Linked DNA regions of Mus musculus: regions 1, 3, 4, 5 and 6 are each linked to region 2. The links are chromatin contacts, called in public HiChIP or PLAC-seq and promoter capture Hi-C maps. All regions are on one chromosome and are shown on one strand. The core of a region is the stretch at or near the end of the contact, and the rest is flanking DNA. Distances in the headings are between cores, read along the strand shown. Region 1 holds the start of Alkbh2 (alkB homolog 2, alpha-ketoglutarate-dependent dioxygenase). Region 2 holds the start of Trpv4 (transient receptor potential cation channel, subfamily V, member 4). Region 3 holds the start of Gcn1 (GCN1 activator of EIF2AK4). Region 4 holds the start of 1110006O24Rik (RIKEN cDNA 1110006O24 gene). Region 5 holds the start of Srsf9 (serine and arginine-rich splicing factor 9). Region 6 holds the start of Sirt4 (sirtuin 4).

What was found. Promoter capture Hi-C pulls out the DNA fragments that hold promoters and counts their contacts. HiChIP or PLAC-seq counts read pairs in DNA pulled down with a chosen protein or histone mark.
Region 1: a contact with region 2 is called in a promoter capture Hi-C map of hippocampal neurons, with 2.5 times the contacts expected there. The contact joins the promoter of Alkbh2 here to the promoter of Trpv4 in region 2.
Region 3: a contact with region 2 is called in an HNF4G HiChIP or PLAC-seq map of pancreatic cancer cells. The contact joins the promoter of Gcn1 here to the promoter of Trpv4 in region 2. A contact is called at or near these places in 1 of 39 promoter capture datasets (pre-B cells) and 1 of 115 datasets of contacts at active chromatin or transcription factors (pancreatic cancer cells).
Region 4: a promoter capture Hi-C map of cranial neural crest shows a contact between it and region 2. The contact joins the promoter of 1110006O24Rik here to the promoter of Trpv4 in region 2.
Region 5: a contact with region 2 is called in a promoter capture Hi-C map of liver, with 2.0 times the contacts expected there. The contact joins the promoter of Srsf9 here to the promoter of Trpv4 in region 2. A contact is called at or near these places in 1 of 39 promoter capture datasets (liver) and 2 of 115 datasets of contacts at active chromatin or transcription factors (bone marrow-derived macrophages and cardiomyocytes).
Region 6: a contact with region 2 is called in an H3K27ac HiChIP or PLAC-seq map of large pre-B cells, with 3 times the contacts expected there. The contact joins the promoter of Sirt4 here to the promoter of Trpv4 in region 2. A contact is called at or near these places in 2 of 115 datasets of contacts at active chromatin or transcription factors (bone marrow-derived macrophages and large pre-B cells).

The regions. Positions count from the first base shown.
Region 1 is chr5:114,126,060-114,129,775 of GRCm38.p6, reverse strand. It overlaps Alkbh2 (alkB homolog 2, alpha-ketoglutarate-dependent dioxygenase), which reads left to right and starts at 1,558. Exons shown (of 4, transcript NM_001359941.1): 1 at 1,558-1,693; 2 at 2,007-2,250. The coding sequence starts at 2,037.
Region 2 is chr5:114,656,346-114,659,677 of GRCm38.p6, reverse strand. It overlaps Trpv4 (transient receptor potential cation channel, subfamily V, member 4), which reads left to right and starts at 1,257. Exons shown (of 16, transcript NM_022017.3): 1 at 1,257-1,336.
Region 3 is chr5:115,563,413-115,566,860 of GRCm38.p6, reverse strand. Gcn1 (GCN1 activator of EIF2AK4) reads right to left here and starts at 1,598. Exons shown (of 58, transcript NM_172719.2): 1 at 1,555-1,598. The coding sequence starts at 1,572. Rplp0 (ribosomal protein, large, P0) reads right to left here. Exons shown (of 7, transcript NM_007475.5): 7 at 3,132-3,448. The coding sequence ends at 3,417.
Region 4 is chr5:115,629,907-115,633,302 of GRCm38.p6, reverse strand. 1110006O24Rik (RIKEN cDNA 1110006O24 gene) reads left to right here and starts at 1,487. Exons shown (of 1, transcript NR_027810.1): 1 at 1,487-2,254. It overlaps Rab35 (RAB35, member RAS oncogene family), which reads right to left and starts at 1,316. Exons shown (of 6, transcript NM_198163.1): 1 at 1,105-1,316. The coding sequence starts at 1,156.
Region 5 is chr5:115,325,885-115,329,317 of GRCm38.p6, reverse strand. It overlaps Srsf9 (serine and arginine-rich splicing factor 9), which reads right to left and starts at 2,141. Exons shown (of 4, transcript NM_025573.3): 1 at 1,819-2,141. The coding sequence starts at 2,009.
Region 6 is chr5:115,482,686-115,486,209 of GRCm38.p6, reverse strand. Sirt4 (sirtuin 4) reads left to right here and starts at 1,726. Exons shown (of 5, transcript NM_133760.1): 1 at 1,726-1,878; 2 at 3,092-3,524. The coding sequence starts at 3,099. It overlaps Gm42007 (a long non-coding RNA gene), which reads right to left and starts at 1,760. Exons shown (of 2, transcript XR_878704.2): 1 at 1,647-1,760; 2 at 1-167.

The DNA of each region.
Region 1 (3,716 bases), core at 309-2,808, 530 kb after region 2:
AAAACCCTCCTATGCCGCCGTGTGTCACAGAGTGGTGACACACCCTGTGAGCCCAGCATCTGGGAGGTGGAGGCAAGAGGATCAGGAGCACAAGGCTTGGCTACACAAGCTGTTAGGGGCTAGTCTGGGCTACAGCCTCCCAATCTGAACTGACTAGACTCCCAATTTAGCAGTTCTCCAGGCGGTTTGCCTTTCCGCAGCGTCCCGCTAAAATCTTCGCATGCTATGTTATTTTGTCCCTTACCTGGAAAGCTTCAATGCTGGCTTAGGATTCTTCCCTGTAAGATCCTCTTCCCCATCCCCCCCTACTCCCTAGCCTGTCACCCTGCTCACAACTTCCATATTGTACAAAGAAATCTTGTTTATCACATTGCCCCTTTTTTGTTTTCATCTCCAAAATACAACGTGGATAAGACAGGACCTGCTGTGCCCTGCTGGTGTGTGACAGCAGAGAGCACCGTGTGCTCCCATAGGCAGCACTTTAGAGAGATATAACACGTTCCCTCTGGTCGAGGACCAGGGCGTTTTCTCAATGAAGTAAACTCAGCATTCACAGAAAAGTTTGAGCTTGAATATTTATGGTGATTTTTTTTTCTTCTGTGCCACCAGGAGCAAGAAATGACTGTCACAGGTCTTTCCATACCAGCAATGGAAGGAGAAAAACGGTACAAATGTCCTCTATGTTTATACATAGTATATAAATAAAATGGCTGTACTTGAAGCTAAAGATTAAAAAACACAGCTGGGCAGTGGTGGCGCACGCCTTTAATCCCAGCACTTGGGAGACAGAGGCAGATGGATTCCTGAGTCTGAGGCCAGCCTGGTCTACAAAGTGAGTTCCAGGACAGCTGGGACTACACAGAGAAACCCTGTCTCGAAACAAACCACACACACACACACATACAAAGAAAAGAAAAACAAACAAAAACAACCCCCCCAAAAGATTAAAAAACACGGGGGCAGGGGCAGGAGAGATGGCTCAGCGGTTAAGAGCACTGACTGCTCTTCCAGAGGCCCTGAGTTCAATTCTCAGCAACCACGTGGTGGCTCACAACCATCTGTAATGGAATCTTATGCTCTCTTCTGGTGTGTCTGAAGAGAGCAATAGTGTACTCATATAAATAAAATAAAATAAAGATTTTAAAACACGGTTATATCTAAAAGCAGTGTGCTTACAGAAATAAGTCAAACGCAAAAGGCTATACAGCCTCTAATCCATCACATTTATGTGGAATCGTGAAGAAGAGCAAGCAAGGAATAGCTGACAAATTATGTCGGAACCTAAGGGAGGAAGGATTCTATGGGATGGTATAACTGTTCTCCATGTCGACTGTAGTGGTCAGACAATGCTGTGTCTTTGTCAGGAGTGCAGATTCATACACTGCCCTCAAGCCCCCCAGACAGTATGCTGTAGCACACTAGGCTCGTAGACCCCAGAACTGGTCCACAGGCCTAACCTTGCTGAGCCATCAGGTGAAGGCAGCATCCTGCGGTGCGCAGGGAGACCGGCAGGGGGCGCTGTGCCCGGAAGTCCCGCGTAGGCGGGAGGGGCGGGGTGAGGGTTCCTGGGGCTGCGTGTGTCTGTGCAGAGACCTGACCCACCGCTCCGGGCTCTCCGGTGGAGCCCGGTTGCTCGCCCGTGCCAGCCCCTACCCCGCGGGGCCGCAGGGCAGAGGCAACCCTGCTTTTCTGGGTAACTGGGCGAGCCTCATGCCTCTCTGCGCTTGCGTCTTCCCATGTGTAGCCTTTTGGGTTTGGGCAGCCGTTTGCAGCCAAAGCTCTCGAATTCCGAAGAGGACGGACGGGTCTTTAAAAGTACTCCATTCCAGGGCGGGCCTGGGGATGCGTGCCCGGGATTCCTACCGATGGGCGCCTGGGGCGTGAGGACAGCGTGGTTCGGGTCAGCTTGTGCTAGGAAGACTTAAGCTACAGGGCAGGCTCCCCGCCTGGATGATGCCCGCCAGGCACCTCCTAGGAGGTTTAATGCGCTCTTGTTTCCTTTGTAGGACGCGTCTGAGCTGTGAGTGGGCGGCGGGATGGACAAGTTCCTGGTGAGGCCAGACCTCCGCGACCTCCAAGGGGGAGGGGAGGAGCCCGCCCCGACGGGAGGAGCCTCGGGCGACCTGAAGAGCCCGGACTGGCGACACCTTCGCGCGGAAGGTCTGAGCTGTGATTACACCGTCCTATTCGGCAAAGCCGAGGCAGACAAGATTTTCCGAGAGTTGGAGCAAGAAGTGGAGTATTTTACTGGTAGGCGGAGGTCTTACGTGCGTTAGGCTTGTGCGAGGACAGGATGCGCCTTCCCTGGGAGAAGCGTGAACTTCCGGCTGTGACGGATTAGGTCACGGTCTGGGCAGCTCTGGTTAGGTTAGGTTATGGTTTGGCATACGAACTGTCCACGAGGTCTAGAACGAAATTATTTGGCAACTGATTGGAATTACCTGGGAAGTTAAAAAACTAAATAACAAAAAAAGCAAAACAAACCCCCAAACCGAACCATTCTGGGATCTTCGTGATACTGATTCAAAATAGCTGGAGGCGAAGGTTAGGCCTCAGTGGTTTTTGTTTTTTCGAGACAGGGTTTCTCTGTGTTGCCCTGGCTGCCTTGAAACTCACTCTGTAGACCAGGCTGACCTCAAATTCAGAAATCCTCCTGCCTCTGCCTCCCAAGTGCTGGGATTAAAGGCGTGCGCCACCACTGCCTGTCGACACCCTGTTTTGTTTTGTTAAAGACCATAATTAAATAAATGTATGAGATGAGTCAGCAGTTAAGACTAGTTGCTGTCCCAGAGGACCCAAGTTTGGGTCTGAGCACCCACATGGCAGCCCACAATCCTCTGTAACTCCAGTTCCAGCTACTGTGGTGCCCTTGTCCAGCCTTCGAGGGCACAGACATCACAAGCAAGCAAAATAAAATATTTAAATACATAAAATAAAACAAAATTTTAAAAAGGAAGGGGAGAATGATGGCCTCAGGGGCCTTCTCTTAGAAGGATTTGGTTCTGGACCAGGGACAAAGGGAGTGTGTATTTTGTATATCAAAGCAGACCAGGCCTCCAGGTTCTTCCAGCATCCCCCTCCTCCCCCCACACACAAGTCCTTTCCTGACATACCCTGCCCCCAACCCTGTTTCCAGCCCAGGGGTTGAGCAGCCCTTCCCCCAGAGGCTCTTCCCTATATGATCCAGACATTGTGGTCTCTCCTCTTTCTCTTCTCTCTGTACACTCGAGCTCTTTTTCTATTTCTATTTCTCTTCCTCCTCCCCTATGGTGAATTCCCTGGCCAGTGAACTGGCCCCAAGAAACTGCATTTAGTATTATCTAATCTGTCTTGGCCCATTTCACCCGTGGCAGAGAAATAACTTATCACAAGTCACCCATGTTTTGTTTTCAGCAATTTCATGCATGTGTATGATGCATTTTGGCTGTTTTCACACACCCCCGATTCATCACCCTGACTCCTACAGAACCCCTTTGTCCCAAGCCCCTGTGGTGCTCTCATGTTATTTTGTTTTTGTGGCCCGCTGGTTTTAATGCTATTGTGTCCACATGCCTTGTGTGTCTGCACATAGTGTGTCTACATGTCTCATGTGTCTGCACAAGGAAGCCACAGAATCCAGTGGATTTTCAGTATACTCATGTGCATTCCTTCTGCCCCTTGACATAAAGCCCAGCTGGAGACCGCTTCCTCACTGAGACATGGCCTCTCCTGAGTCT
Region 2 (3,332 bases), core at 8-2,507:
ACTCAAGGCCTCGAGTTTACCCGGCAGGCACTTTACCAAACTGAGCCATCTCCCAGGCCAGGGCCCTCAACCCAAGCTTGTAAAAGCATCTGCTAAGCCCAGGTGTTGGCCCTGTTGACTAGATTCAGGGTCCTCTTGAAGAACCCCAAGCATCCACGTAGGGGCATTACCTAATCTGTGGCAGGGCAGAATTTTTATCCGGGTGTCCTTGTAGCTGTCAATCACCAGCCTCCTAGGCCGAGCCACAGTCTCTTTTGCATGGGAGCCTCAGTTTCCCAGTCTGTGAGATGGGACTGGGTGAGCAAGGCAACTAAGTGCTGAGGGTTCTTTCCTCCCCACCCTGAAGAACAAGTCAGCCTCTTTGATGGATGCCTCAGCCTCCGTTCAGCCCCAACTTCAGGTGTGAAAGGCCTGAGCTTCAGGCTTCCTGTCGGGGAGGTAAGGGGGCATCGCGCACACCCCCTCACGGCTGCCAGACAGCTGCCAGCTCACTCTGCTGGAGACCACGGCCACCCAAATAGCGATGTTCTTTCCCCACCCCAAGGCAGTGGCTTGCGGAGGCCCACCCTCCTATCCAGGCCTGTTTCCCAACTGTAAGTGGGCCCAGCTCACCTCAGGCTCAGTTAAAAGAGGTTTACTTGCCAATGCCACCCCGCTCCAAACACACAGCTTAATTAGTGAGTTAGCTATTAAGATTTAAGTTGGTCGCCATGTTGGTTTTTATTTAGGCCCCTTCAATCCTTCTTTCTACACCCCACCCCCAACCCCACCCCCCGGCCTGCTGTTTGCCCAGGCTGGTCATCCCTAGTACTGTGCTGCGGGCAGGCTGAACAAGGACCGCAAGGAAGTCGCTAGGCTCACCAAGGCAGTCCCCCACCCAGCCTAGGAAAAGGAACGGTGATGTTAGGGGCTCTGTAAAGACCTGGTGCCCCTAGCATCTTCCGGATGATGGCTATAGGTGGAGGTTCAGAATGGAGACTCTGAGGTTCAGACTTAAGGAGAGCCGTGGCTTGGTGGGTAGTGTGTGGGTGGGTGGCGGGGAGTCCTCTCCAGTGCCCGGTGTGCCTCGCGGGCTTTTTTCTACCAGCCTTTGATGGGTGTGAGCTGCCGGGCAAGCGGGTTCCCGGGCTGGGCAGGCGACGGCCTGGGCGCAGGAACCAGGGATGAATGGAAGAGCGAGGCACCGAGCCAGGTGGCGGCGCGCAGGCCGGGGAGGACCCTGGGGTGGGCGGGCGCGGGTGGGCGGGACCCCGCGGGGCGGCGCGGCCGAAGCGCAGCAGGAGGAGGACGCGGCCGGAGGGATCAGGAAGCGGCGGCGCTGCGCCCGCGTCCTGAGGTGAGTGGGGCTGCTCCGGGGAAGGGATCCGCGAGTTCCTCGCGACCCCTCCCAATGACGGGGTTCGAGGTTCGCCGTCCCCGCCGCGCGCGGGATAGCGGGAGGCGACGCCACCACGAAAGTCACCTGTGGATTGGGCGCCGACCTGGGATTGGGGGAGTGTGGTGCAGATCTAGGTCACCTAGACCCGAGTCCCGAAACCAAAGGCCAGGGGCGGCCACCTACCCCGGACCAGCTCCACTTAGGTAGGGCGCGTGGCAGGGATGGGCGCGTGGGAGGGAACTGCGCGCCCGCAGCTTCCAGGGCTGCTTTTTGGAGTTTCAGAGAGATGGCCCCGCCGGGGAGAGGATGCAAAACTTTAACCTTAGTTTTACCCTGGAGACTCGAAGTGGCCTCCTAGGACAGGAAGAGATTTCCAAACTCCCCATTTGACTGAAAAATCCAACTTCAGACTCCCTTGGGACTGTCTTCCATTCCAGAAGGGCCCAGCCCAGCCGTGCCCCGTCCCCTGTGTAGATGAAGAAACCCAGGCTTGGGGGTAAGGATGGAGCCTAGTGAGCTGAAACCTGGGCGCTGGCTGGCTGCTTTGAAAACCCTCCCCACTGGCCTGTCCACAGCCCGGGTTAGGAAGTACCGAGGGATGAAGTCCTCAGCCCGGACTGGGGAGGGGGTGGCACGAACCTTGTACTTCTGAGCGCACATCGCATGTGATCTTTGTTCAGCGAGGTAAGAAATCCTGGCAGAGCTGAGCCCGAATGCCTTGGCTGTTGGCCATGTGGGGACAGCTCAGGCCTGGTGCTGCCCAAGGTGAGGTGTCTGTCAGTCATCACTATGTTAGGAGCACAGTCTGGGTGGACTCTGGGCATGCTCTGCCCTCCTCTGCGGTGTGACCTTGGTCTAGTCCCCTAGCTGCCTGAACCGCAGTACTTCTTTAATATTGTTATGGGAACACATTCTGGGGCTGTTGAGGGAGCCCTGGAGGGGTTTGCCGCAGCAGTTTGAGCTGGCCATTCCATTTCCACACTGTCTTGACAGAGAATAGGAAAGGGCCATTTTATTTTATTTATTTATGCATTTATTTATGTATGTATTTATTTATTGGTTTTTTTCGAGACAGGGTTTCTCTGTGCAGTCCTGGCTGTCCTGGAACTCACTTTGTAGACCAGTGTGGCCTCAAACTCAGAAATCTACCCGCCTCTGCCTCCCAAGTGCTGGGATTAAAGGCATGCACCACCACTGCCTGGCGAAAAGGCCGTTTTAATGCCTTCCTCCTGTCTGCTGTAGAGAAGACCAAGGGAGACCTCCCCCCTCCTTCTTGATTTTTTCGGACATCTCTGGGAGCAGGGGCTCCCCACAATTGGCAAACATCCTTCTTGGCTTTGCTCAGACTCTCTTTGAAGCCAGAAGGGATGGTGGCATCAGAGGACATTTGTGTGAGATCCACTGGAGTCTGAGGTGTGCCTGGGTGGAGGATTCCTCTGAGCCCCGAGAAGGTGCCTGGACTTTCGAGGAAATCCAGATGCCGTATGTCCAAGAAGGAAGGCCTCCTCCTCTTCTGGCCCTCACCTGCTTCCCTGTCCCCAGTAGGGGCTTCTTGGAAGCTCGGTACCACAGGATGCTGGCCCCTTAGATTGAGATTGGCCTAGTTATCGTGTGAGGGGTGTGACCCGAGCTCATATGCCCCATTCTCGTCCCTTCCACAGCTGCAGCTCCTGGTGGGCAGCACTGTCTCATGCCTGAGGGAGGAAGACAGATCCAGAAGGCATCAGGGTGCCTTTGATCAAGGTGGTGACTGGGCTGCACCTTGAAGAATAAAAACAGGACTGGGGGAGAGGGCATTAGGAGGGACCTGCACTAGCTGAGACACGTCTCGCCAGTTCTGCGCTGGGGGATGTAGGGTGTGGGGAGCAGAGACACTTCCGTTTGTCCAGAGTTGTGTGAGCCAGGCCAAGGCCAACTTAGAAGCTCTGAAAGTTGGGGGGTGGGTGGGAAGGGG
Region 3 (3,448 bases), core at 349-2,848, 910 kb before region 2:
AGTCACACTGGGCATTGGAAAGATCAGCTCTCACACCTCCCAAGTCCACCGATATCTCTGCAGACACCACTGCCCAAGAGAGGATTTTCTGAAATGACAAACCTGATGTGGCTGCTCTGAAGACATGAAGGACAAATCACTTGAAGCACAGGTGGAGAACCGAATTTTTAAATTTCATTTAATTCTGACGAACTTAAGTAAGCTTTACGGCTCTTTTGATAGCACAGTTAGGTAACCTACTACTAAATAACACAACTCTAGGGAGAAGATTCTTAAATATTCAGAAACATTAAGTAACTTCCCTTCTTAGGATTCACTAAGACGCAGCTCTGTCTAAACAAATTACCAAACCCTTTTACTGAAGACCCTTGCAAAGCATCTTTTTAATGATCAGGTTAAATGGCTCCTCTTTGGCGGGCCTTGAGGATCAAACATAAAAATCAATTAATCTCACCCCAGAGACTCAAACTGTTTTTTAAATACGTTCCTGCCAGGCAGGGTAAGCCCCCCACCCACCCATTAAGAAGCCACAGGCAAGATGGCTACAAGTTCAAAGCCAACTCACTATATATATATATTTTTAATTTGTTTGTTTCTCAAGACAGGGGTTTTGTGTGTGTGTGTGTACCCATGTCTGCCTGGAACTCCCTCTGTAGACCAGGCTGGACTGGCACTCAGAGATCCACCTGCCTCTGCCTTCCAAGTGCTGGGATTAGAGACGTGCCACCACCGCGCCACCACTACCTGGCCTTGATCTACATTTTTGAAAAGGGAGGGTGGGATGGAGACATGGAGAGAAAAAAAAATTATGTTTCTTATTTATTATTTCATCCTTCCACGAGGCTACAAAAGAGGCTGAGATGGAGAAGGGGGTAGCCTCAACGCCTCCCTGAACTGCAAGGTACCCACAGGTGTGAACGCACAACGGTGTCACGACTCTTCGCAGGTGAAGACATTTTGAGATCTCACCCAGGACCCAGTTAACACCCAGCAAACCCACATGGGACCCTACTATTTTGTCTCAATACATCTTCCCATAAAATAACATAGGATATCGGTATTATCACCACCACCAAATGTTAAAAGGACCGAGACCCTGAGGGGTGATGTCATTGATCCAACGCCTTGACGAAACCAACGAGCGGAGGCTCAACTCCGAACCCGTATGGACATAAAAAGGCTACGCTCCGAGTGTGGGCACAGAGTCGGGGGGCCTCTGCATCGCCCCGCGGGCTCCGGAGAACCGTAGCCGACGCCGAGTGTAAGCTCTGCCACCGCCGGGACCCGCACAGCCCCAGCACGGCACCCGCTACCCCGAAGCCAAGCGGATGGCAAGATGCTCGAGTCCAGGGTCGCTCTGCTCGCCCAGGCCGGCCGGAGCCTCGAGCCGCGAGCAGCCGCCGCCCCCTTCCCCCGCGCCGCCGCTTCCGTCTGCGCCCTCCGCGGCCGTGGGCGCCGCAGCCTCCGCCCGGGCAATCCCGCCGCCCCACTGCCCGCGCTCCGGGTCCGGTCCCCGCCGCCCGCCGCGTTGGCCGCCGCAGCCGCCCGCCTCACCTGCGTGTCCGCCGCCATCCTGCCGGCGCCCAGTCCGGAACCGCTTCCGGAGCGCTTCCGGGTCACAGCAGGGCCCACGCGGCAAGGCGAGGCCTGGCGCCCCCGGGCGGGAGGGCGGCCGCAGGTCGTGCTCTGCAGCCCCTGGGCGCGGGATCTCCTCGATTCGGCCTCCCCCGGACAGCGCCCTGCAGCTCTGGCATCCTTGGGGGGATCCCGGGTCCAGCACCGACACCCCCCATCGTGCTGTTTCCTAGGCCCCAGGAATGAACCCAAAGACTAGTCTCAGGCCCAAGAGGCTTGGAGGTTAGAACAGGTGATGGTGAGGTACGCGGGAGGGATGCAGGGATGACCCGGGAATTGCGTGACCTGCTGGGAGCCTCAACTGCAGACAGCTAGGGACAGGGTTGAGGAAGAGTTCGATGTCTTAGGACAATTATTGAATTTTTACTATAACTCAAGAGTGTGCTTGGAGAATGCGGTCTCCAGGCTTCTTGGCCCTCAGCAGTGGCAACTATACAGATGGGGGGCCGGGCGTGGTGTCGCACGCCTTTAATCCCAGCACTCGGAAGGCAGAGGTAGGCGGATTTAAGGCCAGCCTGGTCTAAAGTGAGTTCCAGGACAGCCAGGGCTACACAGAGAAACCCTGGGGGGTGAGGGAGGGAGAAGAAAAAAAAATATATATATACACACACATAGATGTATAGTGACGTCACAAGGTTAATGATAGCAATAGGGCATTGCATTTGATACAGTATTCACCTACTTGTTAGAGCCCATTTTTTAAATCCTCAGCTTTTCAGACTTAACACTTACTGAATGCCTATATGAACCAACATCAAACTACTATCGGGTTAGAGGTTGCAATTCTAGGGTAACTTTTTGTCTAGTTACCTGTGATGCACAGGCAGTATTTTAGCTCTTGCAGCAGCTTTTTACATAGCAAGTTATTCTAGTTTGCACCCCCGATTAGTACATCAAAGCAACCCTACATGCACACCTTAGTGGCTAGTTATTAACTGCCCCTGTATTCAAGACTTAATCTACCAAGAAAAAACTTTAGCCAGCACGTGGAAACTCAACTACACATCTAAACTACACAAACACAAGTATAACTTCATTACTAAACACACAGCAGTGACTCAATTACTGCAGGCAGAAGGCTGAGGCAGATCAACTTCTACACCAATCCTCATCTCAAAAGGCACAATCAGGCCCGAGTTCAATCACCACTCACCTGGATACTCCTTGCCATAGCTCAGTATCACCATCTCAGGCCCTCTCAGACTTCAGTCCTTAAACCACGCCTAGCTCAAACCCAGCCTTCTACCCCTGCCTCAGCCTTAAGCAACAGGGCTCTGGACCTGCATCACTCTGCCTTGGAGCAGTAAGGCTACCTATGAACAATGGCTTGGACATCCAGTGATATACAGAAAGCAGACCCAGATACCAAACCATATAGATTTGGTATGGCTCATAGGTCTCTTAACCATTGAGCTTAGTATACATATATATTATGTATACATATGATATATATCCAACATGGACTACCATAGGAATATAAAGGCCAGGCTTGGGGCTTGATGACATACACCTTTAATTCACACCTGGAAAATCTTTGTCCCAGACTAGCTATGGCACCAAGTCAAGAGACTGTCTCAAAAAACAAACAAAGCCCACAAAAACACTAGGAGCTTTAATTTTAGAAACAAAGATGCCAACACAAAGTAAACAGTAGCGGTTTTGCTTTTTCATCCTGCTTAAGTGAACAAACTAAATAAATCCAGACCGGAGTTTTAAGAGAAGTAAGCCTTTATTTCCATCTTTCTCAAATTAAGCAGGCTGACTTGGTTGCTTTGGCGGGATTAGTCGAAGAGACCGAATCCCATATCCTCAT
Region 4 (3,396 bases), core at 238-2,737, 970 kb before region 2:
TGATCTATAAACTTAGCTGCTCGCCAGCCTCCTTCCTAAAACATCACATATTCCTGGCACCTCAGCTAAGCTCCCCTAAACATCCTGGGCCTGCCTCCCTGAACTCACCATCACCCCACAGGACCTGGTCACCTGCCATACTCCAAACACCTCTAAAATGCTTCATCCTTGGCCAGAAACCAGTGTGACTCTCATTCACTGACCAAATGCATTTAAGCACTGGGTACCAGAAGCTGATCTATGAATCAGAGATGGCGCGGTACTGAAAGGTGTGTGGTGTGTGTGTGTTTGTGTACACAAAGCACTTAAAATATTGAATGAAGCACCCGGGTAAGAGAACAGCAAACACTGTCCACCTACTGTGTGCCAAACACTAGTCCCCTCATTAAGTGTGTGCTCACATCAGCCTTGGCAGGCAAATCTACCACTCCCATTCCACAGATGAGAACTGAACCTTGCTGAGACTTAGTAACAATTCTAAAGGAATGCGCTCATGGCTGTACCTGCCGCACCTCATCCAAGCGCACGGCAACCCGGAGACGGGTCCTGGAAATACCCCCATTTCACGGAGCGCTGAGTCTTCACAGGGCGACTCATGCTGCTAACACTGTGAGTTACTTAGAGGTTACTTTATGCCGGGTCAGGCGCTTTTCCCTACTTTCAGCTCACCGAATCATCCCACCGCTCAGCTTAACAAGTCCCCACTTCTCAGATGCAGGAACTGAGGCTCAAGGGAGGCGAGACAACTCGCCCAAGGTCACAGAGCGGCAAAAGCTTGCCTCCCCGGGACTCGAACCCGGCTCTCTCCAACTCCAGCGATCGCGCGACTTGACCAAGGTCACACGTGAGGCAGGAACGAGCGCCGGGGCCGTGCGTGCATCCCGCGCCCTCGGTGCCCCCCGCCCCGCCGAGGAGCCACCCCGGAGTCCCCTCGCTGCGGCCCCCCCGGGGCCTGCGACCCCGCCGAGCTCCGCGCCTCCCGCCCCGCGCGGGCCGCGCCTCCTCGCTCGCTCGCCCGCCCGCCCCGCTCGCCCGCCCGCCCCGAGGCCCCCGCGGGCCGCGCCCGGCAGGGCCCACACCGCCTCCGGCCCCTGCGGCCCTCACCGCTGTCGCCGATGATGAGCAGCTTGAAGAGGTGGTCGTAGTCCCGGGCCATGGCGGGCGGGGGCGGCGGGCGGGCGGGCGCGCGCGCGCGGGCGGGCAGGCGAGCTGGGCGGGCGGGGTCGGTCCTGGCCTCGCGATCCGCAGCTCCCTCCCGGCTGCTCCGGCAGCGGCGGATCCACTTCCCGAACAAACAGCCGGAACTGACAGAAACACCTCCCTCCGCTCCCCCACCTCCGCCTCCTCCTCCTCCTCCTCAGCAGCCGCCGCCGGTGCCGCCGCCTCCCTCCTTCCCGCCCCGCCCCGCCACTGCGCAGGCGCGGGGGCTGGAACCGCCTCTGCGCAGCCGCAGCCCCGGCCAGCCGCGCCCTCTCCGCGCACGCGCAGTGCGCTACGCTCGCCGGCCGAGGTCCGAGTGAGCTAGCGAGCGAGCGAGCGAGCGAGCGCCGTCGCTGCGGATCCCCGGGAGAACCGAACCGTTTAGCAGGGCCCGACGGAAGAGAGGTGACAACCGGCCGCAGGGCTGAAGCCTGGAGGTCAGCGCTGGGGAGGAAGTCGTCCCCCGAGCACCACGATCCCGGACGCCCGACCCCCTGGCGGAACGGGTAGCGGTTCCGGATTGGGATCCGTGGGGCGTATGCACCCTGCTCGCCAGCGCTTCTGCTCCTTCTGCCTCAGTTTTCCGGACGCAGCGCGGAGCCAGCCCCACGTTTTTTTCCAGTTGGAGCGGAAGCCCACCTGCCCGTCCCCGAGAGCTGTCGCTGCCATCGCCATCCTCCCTGCAGGTCTGCAGGGATTGCCCCATCCCTGTGGTTTTTTACTTTTTCCAGACAAGTTCTCAAGTATCCCAGGGTGGCTTCCTGACTCTCTCGAGTAGCCGAGGATAACCATATACTTCTGATCCCACCTGTACCTCCTGAGTCCTGTTTTAATGTGGTGCTGAGACTCGAACCCATGGCTTCGCAGATGCTAGGCAGACGCTTTTCGAGCTGAGCTCCACCCCCAGCCTCTTTGTCCCTGCTTCTTCTTGCCCTCCAGTGCTTTCCAGCCAAGCACCTGTTGGGGATACTGCCCACTCCTAATCTTTCCCCGTAAGAAGCAGTGCTAGTGTTTAAAACAAAACAACAACAAAATACAGACGCTTACTGAATTCAAAGTTGACATTAGTTTTCCTTTAAAGTTTCTTGGACAGCATGAAACACTTACTAGTCTAATGGATACATGTTTTCCCATACATTTCAGAGTATCTAAGCACCCATGTGCCTCTCGCAGTTCACCGGTATGCCGCCATCAATCATTTAACTGCCTCGTCACCACGTGGTACCCCCATCTGATGGTTGTACTATTCCTTAACAATTCCGCTGCTGGTAGATTTATGCAGTTCATAATTTTCTTGTTATTCAAGGTACTGCAGGTCCTTGAACAGCACACACAGTGTCTGATCTAGGCCTTGCTTGAACTCTTTATTTCCCTGAAGCAAGCCTGGTGATGTCAGATGAACACGAGCCTAGAATCATAAGATACTGGCTGAGGAGAGACGCTGGCTGTGTTGTGTTCTTGATTGAAAACTCCTGGGACTGGCCAGGTTCCTGCTATTCCTTTGATTGGCATTTTTTAAGAAACAGGGAAGGGGCTGAGGAATGGCTCAGCAGTTAAGAACACTGGCTGCTCCTCCGGAGGAACCTGGTTAAATCCTCAGCCCCTCCCACCCCCCATGGCGCCTTACCAGGATCTGTAACTCCAGTCTCAGAACTGATGTCACCCTCCGGCCTTGGCTGACACTTGAGACATGTGGTCTGTAGACTCAAACTAACATTCAGGTACATAACAGAAAAACCTCAAAACATTTTAGAGGGGCTGGAGAGATGGCTCAGCGGTTAAGAGCACTCTGGCTGCTCTTCCAGAGGTCCTGTGTTCAATTCCCAGCAACCACATGGTGGCTCACAACCATCTGTAATGGGGTCCGATGCCCTCTTCTGGTGTGTCTGAAGATAGAGACTGTACTCACATGCATAAAGTAAATAAATAAATCTTTAAAAAAAAAAAAAAAAAAAACATTTTAGAGGAGACAGATGGAAAGCAAGAAGTCTTAGGATTAGGGTAGACTTCAGATAAGCACTCCACGTCTCCCTGGCACCTAAAGCATCGGGTCAGGTCATCTTCATGCCTGCTCCTAGGTTGAAAAGATTGCAGTTTCAATGCCAGCTTTGAAATCCACCCCTGAATAGCTTCTGGATAGTCAAGGGGCCTCAGAGTCTGTTTCCTCAGAATACTGTAAATGTGAGGCTATGCATC
Region 5 (3,433 bases), core at 892-3,391, 670 kb before region 2:
ATCAGTAACTCCAGTCCCAGGGGAGCCAACCACCTCTTCTGACTTCCTTGGGCAACAGGCATGCACATGGAGCAAATATAGCCAGGTAACACACACACATAAGTCATCTTAATAAATAATACATAAATTAAAAAAAAGAAAAAAAAAGATAAGAGGTCTAGGTTCTGTGACTCACGTCTTTAACACCAGCTACAGGAGCCAGAGGCAAGCGGATCTCTGTGAGTTCAAGTTCAGGCCAGTCAGAGCTATAGTATAAGACCCTGTCTAAAACACACACACACACACACAAAAGGCATCAAGGAACACGACCATGGCACCTTGATTGCTGGAGTGAATTACAATGGACTGGAAGGGTCAGGCGTATTAGGGATTAAAAGCAGAATTTGTAGGTAAAGGATCTAAGTTACCTCTTGAAGCTTTTATAACTCTAATTGAGAAATTATAGTTAATTTATAACTGCCTATCCAACAGTTATCAAATCTTAAGTGCTTTCTTTGAAACTTCCCAAATAGAGCAGAATATAGGTCTTTTGTCACACCACACAGTAGTTACGGGGTGCAAATCCTACCTAGATCCTCTCCAAACACCTACCAATTGTTATCCCTTTACTAACCTCTTGCATTAAACAATCCGCATTTTGTGTGAAATACGGTCAGCATCCTCTGCTTCATGGGCTATTGAAAAACGCTAACTACACGAGGCGTGGCACTTGACACAGAACTTGACTATTAAAGACACAATGGCACTGTTCATTAGGGCCATAATTTTTCTCACGTTCATTTGTATTTAAAAAAAAAAAAAAAAGCTTCAGTCTATTTTTTGAGGCAAACTGCAAGACACTTAGGGGATAAGCTGGGTTAGTCTTCAACCATCGAAGTCCGGAGTACTTCTACTGTGAATCCGTAATCTCCAACCCAGGCCGGCGAGACACCGGGTCGGCAGGCAGAGATGAAGCTCTCCTCCCAACGAGGCTGAGAAGACAGGGAACAGGTCCTTACTGACCCTCCCAAGGGGACGACCGCCAACGGCGCAGAGATCTCTAAACTAAAGCATACTTTCCGGCCTCTTCCTGACCCAGGGCTCACGACATTTGCACACACACACAAAAAAAATAAAAATAATAATTAAAAAAAAAATCAAAGATCCTTCGGCGCGGGTTTTGGGGGAGCCTAGCTTTTCCACATCCCTGCTACAATTAACTTCTGGCTTCTGGCGGGGAATTAACTTCCCTCATTAGAGGGGAATGAAATCAGAGATGCTAACCCCCCACCCGTCTCTCTCTCCCGCTGTTTAATCTGATCCCCCTTTACTAGAACTAGGCTCGGTGGGGCGCCCAAGTGAGGGCTGGCTCCAGACACCCCGCTTTTCAGCCGCCCAAGGCAACCTGTGGTCCCCGCCAACGCCGTCTGTTCCCCGGTAACGGCGAGGGCCACCCCCACCCACAGACCCGAACCCGGACTCGGGAGGAGGGGGCGGGATGGGCGACTGTCGCCTTCGGCCGAGTCCTCTGCAGGGTCGGTTCGGGGGACCCGAGCCCCGCGCTTCCCTCATTTCGGGGTGCTTCCCGTTAGGGTGCTTTTCCCAAACTCGAGGGCTGGGCAGAGCGCGCTGGTTTTTACCCTCCTCGGGGGCAAGTCGGGCGGGCTGGAGCCTTCCGATTGAAGGAAGTGACACCAGGCAAAGCCGCCTCCAGCCGGGGGTGGGGGGGGGGCGCCGCGAGGGGTCAGCACGGCGGGGAGGGGGAGGGGAAGGCGCTGGGGGAGGGGAGGGGAGGCCGGGCCCGGCGGAGATGGGGCGAGCCGCCGGCGGAATCCTCACCGCGGGTCCTCGAAGCGCACGAAGGCGAAGGGCACGAGGCCGTGCCGGTTCTTGAGCTCGATCTCGCGGATGCGGCCGTACTTGTAGAACAAGTCCTCGAGGTCCTTCTCGCGCACGTCGGACGGAAGGTTGCCCACGTAGATGCGCCCGTCGCCCTCGCCGCCGCGCTCGTCCGCCCAGCCCGACGACATCCGCACCGGCCGACGCCGCGGGCCCGCCGCAGCCCACGTCCCGTCGCAGCCGCCTCCGCCGCCGACGCCGCCTCCTCAGCCCGGGGCCCCCCGCCGCAGCCTCCCCCGCGGGCTCCCGAGGCGCTCAGCCGCACTGCATTGTGGGAACGCGGCGCGGAAGCCGTGAGGAAGCGGGGGCGGGAGGGGGCGGCGGTCGGAGGATTTTTAAAGCGATCTTAAAGGGGTAGCCGCCGCCGCGAGGTGCGCTTGCGCAGAGGGCGGGGTCTCTCCCTAGAGATGCGAGCGGAAGGTTCCCGGAGGTGGGACCCGAGCGCCTCCTAAGCTGGTAGGTCACTAAGCTTGGGGCTGTCCTTCTGAGGAGAAGGACGCGGACCCCACAGAAGCCCTCAGACTGCCCAGCGCTGGGCTATCCTGGCCCTCGGTCTCAGGTCTGTAGTCGTCCCTTAGACCCGAGGTGTAAGCCTGAGATGGTCGCCAAAGCTTGGTTGTCCGAGTTTCTGGAGAATGGAGAGTGGATGCGCAAACCTTTCGTTCCAACACTCCGAACCCGGACAGAGGCAGGAGCAACTATCTCCATGAGTTCAAGGCCAGCCTGGTTTACATAGAGAAATAAAAGGTATAGTGGAGAAGAAGGTTTATTGTAGGTATGTGGGAGAGCATACTATACTCAGAGGGAGGCCATCTAGGAGAGTCCAGAAGGGGACGAGACCAGGCAGAACTGGGCCCTGTGAGGAGAGGCGGGAAGGAGAGGGGAAACAGATCCTGCAGTCAGAAGGTCAAAAGGTGTAAAAAGAGGAAGGTAGTCAAGATGTCTGGATTATATAGGGAAGAGCCTCTAGGGGAAGGGCAGCCTAGCCCCTGGCCTGGAGGGCGGGGTATGTCAGCCAAACCCTGTAACAGATAAGGACTGGAGGATGCCAGAAGCTGGAGACCAGGTCTGCTTTGGTATCTTATATAGGCACCTCAGCGGATCATCCCGGGTTTGAAACTTCACAGCTACCCTGTCTCCAAGAAAGAGAGAGAAAAGAGAATCTGTGGAGGATACGCATGTATTATTTCATATCACCACAAGCATCACTGTAGAGTTTGCCTATTTGTGCATTCTAAACTATAGAACAACCTCACCAAACAAAACAGTGAGTGGGAATGCATGCCAGTAAATCTCACTCTCCTGAGGCTAAGGTGAGAGACTTTAAAATTCTAGGCTAGCCTTGACAACAACTTACTGAGATCCTACCCTGAAAAACTATTCAAACCTAGATGCCTGGAGGGATATAAGGCAAAGATAGCAAGATGATAGAGAGCTGTAACCCTAGGCAGCTCGGTTGTTGTTTCATTTGTTCTCTGTAAGATTTTTGGATCCCAGCCTAAGGCTACACCATAAAACAATATGTCCAGGGGCTGGAGAGATGGTGCCAGTGATT
Region 6 (3,524 bases), core at 477-2,976, 830 kb before region 2:
TCCACCAGGCTGGGAGCAAGCAGGTGCCAGCCGTCCGATTGCTCTCTGCTCGCCTTTGTGCTGGGAGGAGAGTTTATGTGGGTACTGGAATCCAGACATAGGTCTTCATGCTTCAGCTGTAATTCTGAGCCTCAGGGCCATCTCCCCAGCATCCACGATCTATTTTGCTGTTTAGAATAAGAACACTGTGTGTGCATGTGGGCCAAAAGTGGAGTTGGCGCTCTCCTCCCTCGATCCAGGGGGTCAAAGTTGGGTTGTCAAGTGGCAGAGCTTCACCTGCCTAGCCACCTGGCAGACCCCTATCAATCTTTAACTTATAGCAGGAAATTTAATTACTTTGCAGTGGAAGTGGACGTGGGCACTTAGGAGGAAAACCAATCAAATCTGCGAACCGTGTTGGCACACATCGTTCAGTTCATCAAAGTTCTAGGGAGGCGGAGGCCGGTGAATCTCCATGAATTCAAGGCCAAGCGTGGTCTACATAAGGAGTTCCAGGCCAGCCAAGGCTACATAGTGAGAACCCATCTTAAAACAAACACAAAACAAAGGGGGCAATTATTTATTATTAAAAGTGTCAAAAAAAATTCTGGGCGTGGTGGCGCACTCCTTTAATCCCAGCACTCAGGAGGCAGAGGCAGGCGGATTTCTGAGTTCGAGGCCAGTCTGGACTACAGAGTGAGTTCCAGGACAGCCAGGGCTAAACAGAGAAACCCTGTCTCGGAAAACCAAAAAAAAAAAAAAAAAAAAAAAGTGTCAGACTATACATTAACACCCTGTCTCAGAAAAACAAAAACAAAAAACAAAGAAAGGGTCTTTTGGGGAGGGGTTGGGAGAGCTGAAGAGGTGGCTCACTGGTTAAGAGCATTGCTTCTCACCAGGTGGTGGTGGAGCACGCCTTTAATCCCAGCACTTGGGAGGCAGAGGCAGGTGGATCTCTGAGACCAGCCTGGTCTACAGAGTGAGTTCCAGGAAAGCCAGGGCTATACAGAGAAACCCTGTCTCGAAAACACCAAAACAAACAAACAAGAGCATTGCTACTCTTGCAGGGGGACTCAGATTCCATCCCGAGCACCCACAGGGCAGTTCACAACAGGTTGTCACTCAAGTTCCAGGGGATCTGACGCCCTTTTATGGCCGTCAGGAGCTCCTCCTGTATGCATGAAGGTAAAACACACACATTATTAAAAAAAAAAAAAAACCAGTCTATTTTAAAAAGCGTCTTGGATGGAGAAATGCCCGCTAGTGTGAATTCAGGGCTACCCAGGGCTGGGCTAACGCGCTGACACCGAGCTATAGCCCCAGTGCTCTTACAGTATTATTTTGAGTCCGAGGTCTCACTAAGTCACCCAGACTGGCCTTGAACTCGTGATTCTTCCGCCTAAGCCTATTGAGTGGCAGATTATTGTCCTGTGCTACTAGTGAAAGAGTTTCTTTAAGAGAGCGAATTCCTAAATTAGGACTGCTTGGATCCTCTTTCGCACGCAGGACATGGGAAATATTAACCACTTCTTTGGTGGCACAAGCCTCTAATCCGAGCACTTGGGAGGTGGAGCCAGGAGGATCACGGATTTGGAGTCAGACAAGGATATGTCAGACCCTCTCTCAGCAAACAACACAAGCCACAAACAAACAAACACTACAAGAACCTCAAAAGGCAATCATTGCCCCAGGCGTCAGCAGCATATCCGGAACCTTAACTGAGCTGAGCAGGAAAGACAGCGGGCAATCCGTAGAGGAGCGCCCAAGAATCTTGGCGTGGGAGACACGTAGGATTCTGGGACTTGTAGTTTTCTTCCAACTAGATCGGCTTCGCGGACTACATTTCCCAAGATGCACACGTAACAAGCGAGTCCCACTGTTGGGTGAGAATTGTGGAAGGTAAGTGTTCTGATCCGGCTGAAGGTTTCCCGCTGAGCATTCTTACTAGGGATTCCATCTGTCTCTTTTGTTCTCGAGGGGACAAGGAGGATTTATCCCGGCAAAACCCGACTGTTTAGCCGTTCACACGTAGCTGGGAAATCTCATGGAGAAAGCAGGGTCCTGAGCTCTTCTTGGATAGGAAGCCAAGCCTAAATATGTGTGCCTATCACTCGATAGCTCCGCATTATGTCAAAGACTGTGTCAAAGGCTTGTCTTTACAACTAGAAAACCAGACAGGCAAGTTTGTATGCCTTGATTTTTATGTGTCCAAGTAGCAGAATTTACAATGCAGGGTAAGCAGACAGAGTGATTACTTAGCGTCCATCCCAGAGGCCCTGGATTTGGTACCGAGAACCGTGTAGAAAAAGACAAAACAAAACTGACATACTAAAATTAAAAAATCTTTTGGAGAAATGATATAATTCGGTTTAGTTGTATTCCTTGGCCTGGGCTACAGGGAATTCTGTCTCAAGTAATGATAATAATAATAATAATAATATCTGATTTAAACCAAGTAGAGTTATAGAACAAATAGTCCCATGAGAGATAATATTAACAAAAATATAAATATTACTAAAACATGTTTATATTAGTAGCAGGTGAAAAATAATGGGCTATTAAAAGTCTGTTTTTTAGGGCTGGAGAGATGGCTCAGTGGTTAAGAGCACCCCCTGCTCTTCCAAAGGTCCTGAGGTCAACTCTCAACGACCACAAGGTGTCTCACAACCATCTCTGATGAGTTCTTCCCTCTTCTGGGAAGTAGGTGTACGCGCAGGTTGACCATTCATATACATAAAATAAGTAAAAAAAAATTTTTTTAAAGTTTGTTTTAAAAAATATTTAATTTTTTAAAATTAAATTTTATTTTATGTGTTTGGGTATTTTACCTGCGCGTGTATTTGCGCATCCCTTTTATTCCTCGGCGCTTGCAGAGCGCAGACGAGGGCCTGAAACTGGAGTTAAAGATAGTTGTAAGTCACCATTGTAGGTGCTGAGAATTGAAGGGCTTCCGGACGAACCGTCCTCCCTTCTGTTTCCCCAGTGCTACAATCCCAGGCCGGGGCCACCGTGGCAAAATTTTCATAGTCGAATAGAGTTCCGGTGTCTATCAATTGGTGGGTTAACTTGACTTGTAAAACCCAGCTGCTCTCATGGATTTCTTTCTCTCCAGAATAAGAATGAGCGGATTGACTTTCAGGCCGACAAAGGGCCGTTGGATCACCCACCTCAGCCGGCCGCGTTCTTGTGGACCCTCGGGGTTATTTGTGCCGCCCAGCCCTCCTTTGGACCCTGAAAAGATCAAAGAGTTACAGCGCTTCATTAGCCTTTCCAAGAAACTCCTCGTGATGACAGGCGCGGGGATCTCCACCGAGTCCGGCATCCCAGACTACAGGTCAGAAAAGGTGGGACTTTACGCCCGCACTGACCGGAGACCCATCCAGCACATTGATTTCGTCCGCAGTGCTCCGGTCCGCCAGCGGTACTGGGCCCGAAACTTTGTGGGCTGGCCTCAATTCTCCTCTCACCAACCCAACCCAGCACACTGGGCTCTGAGCAACTGGGAGAGACTGGGGAAGCTGCACTGGTTGGTGACTCAGAACGTG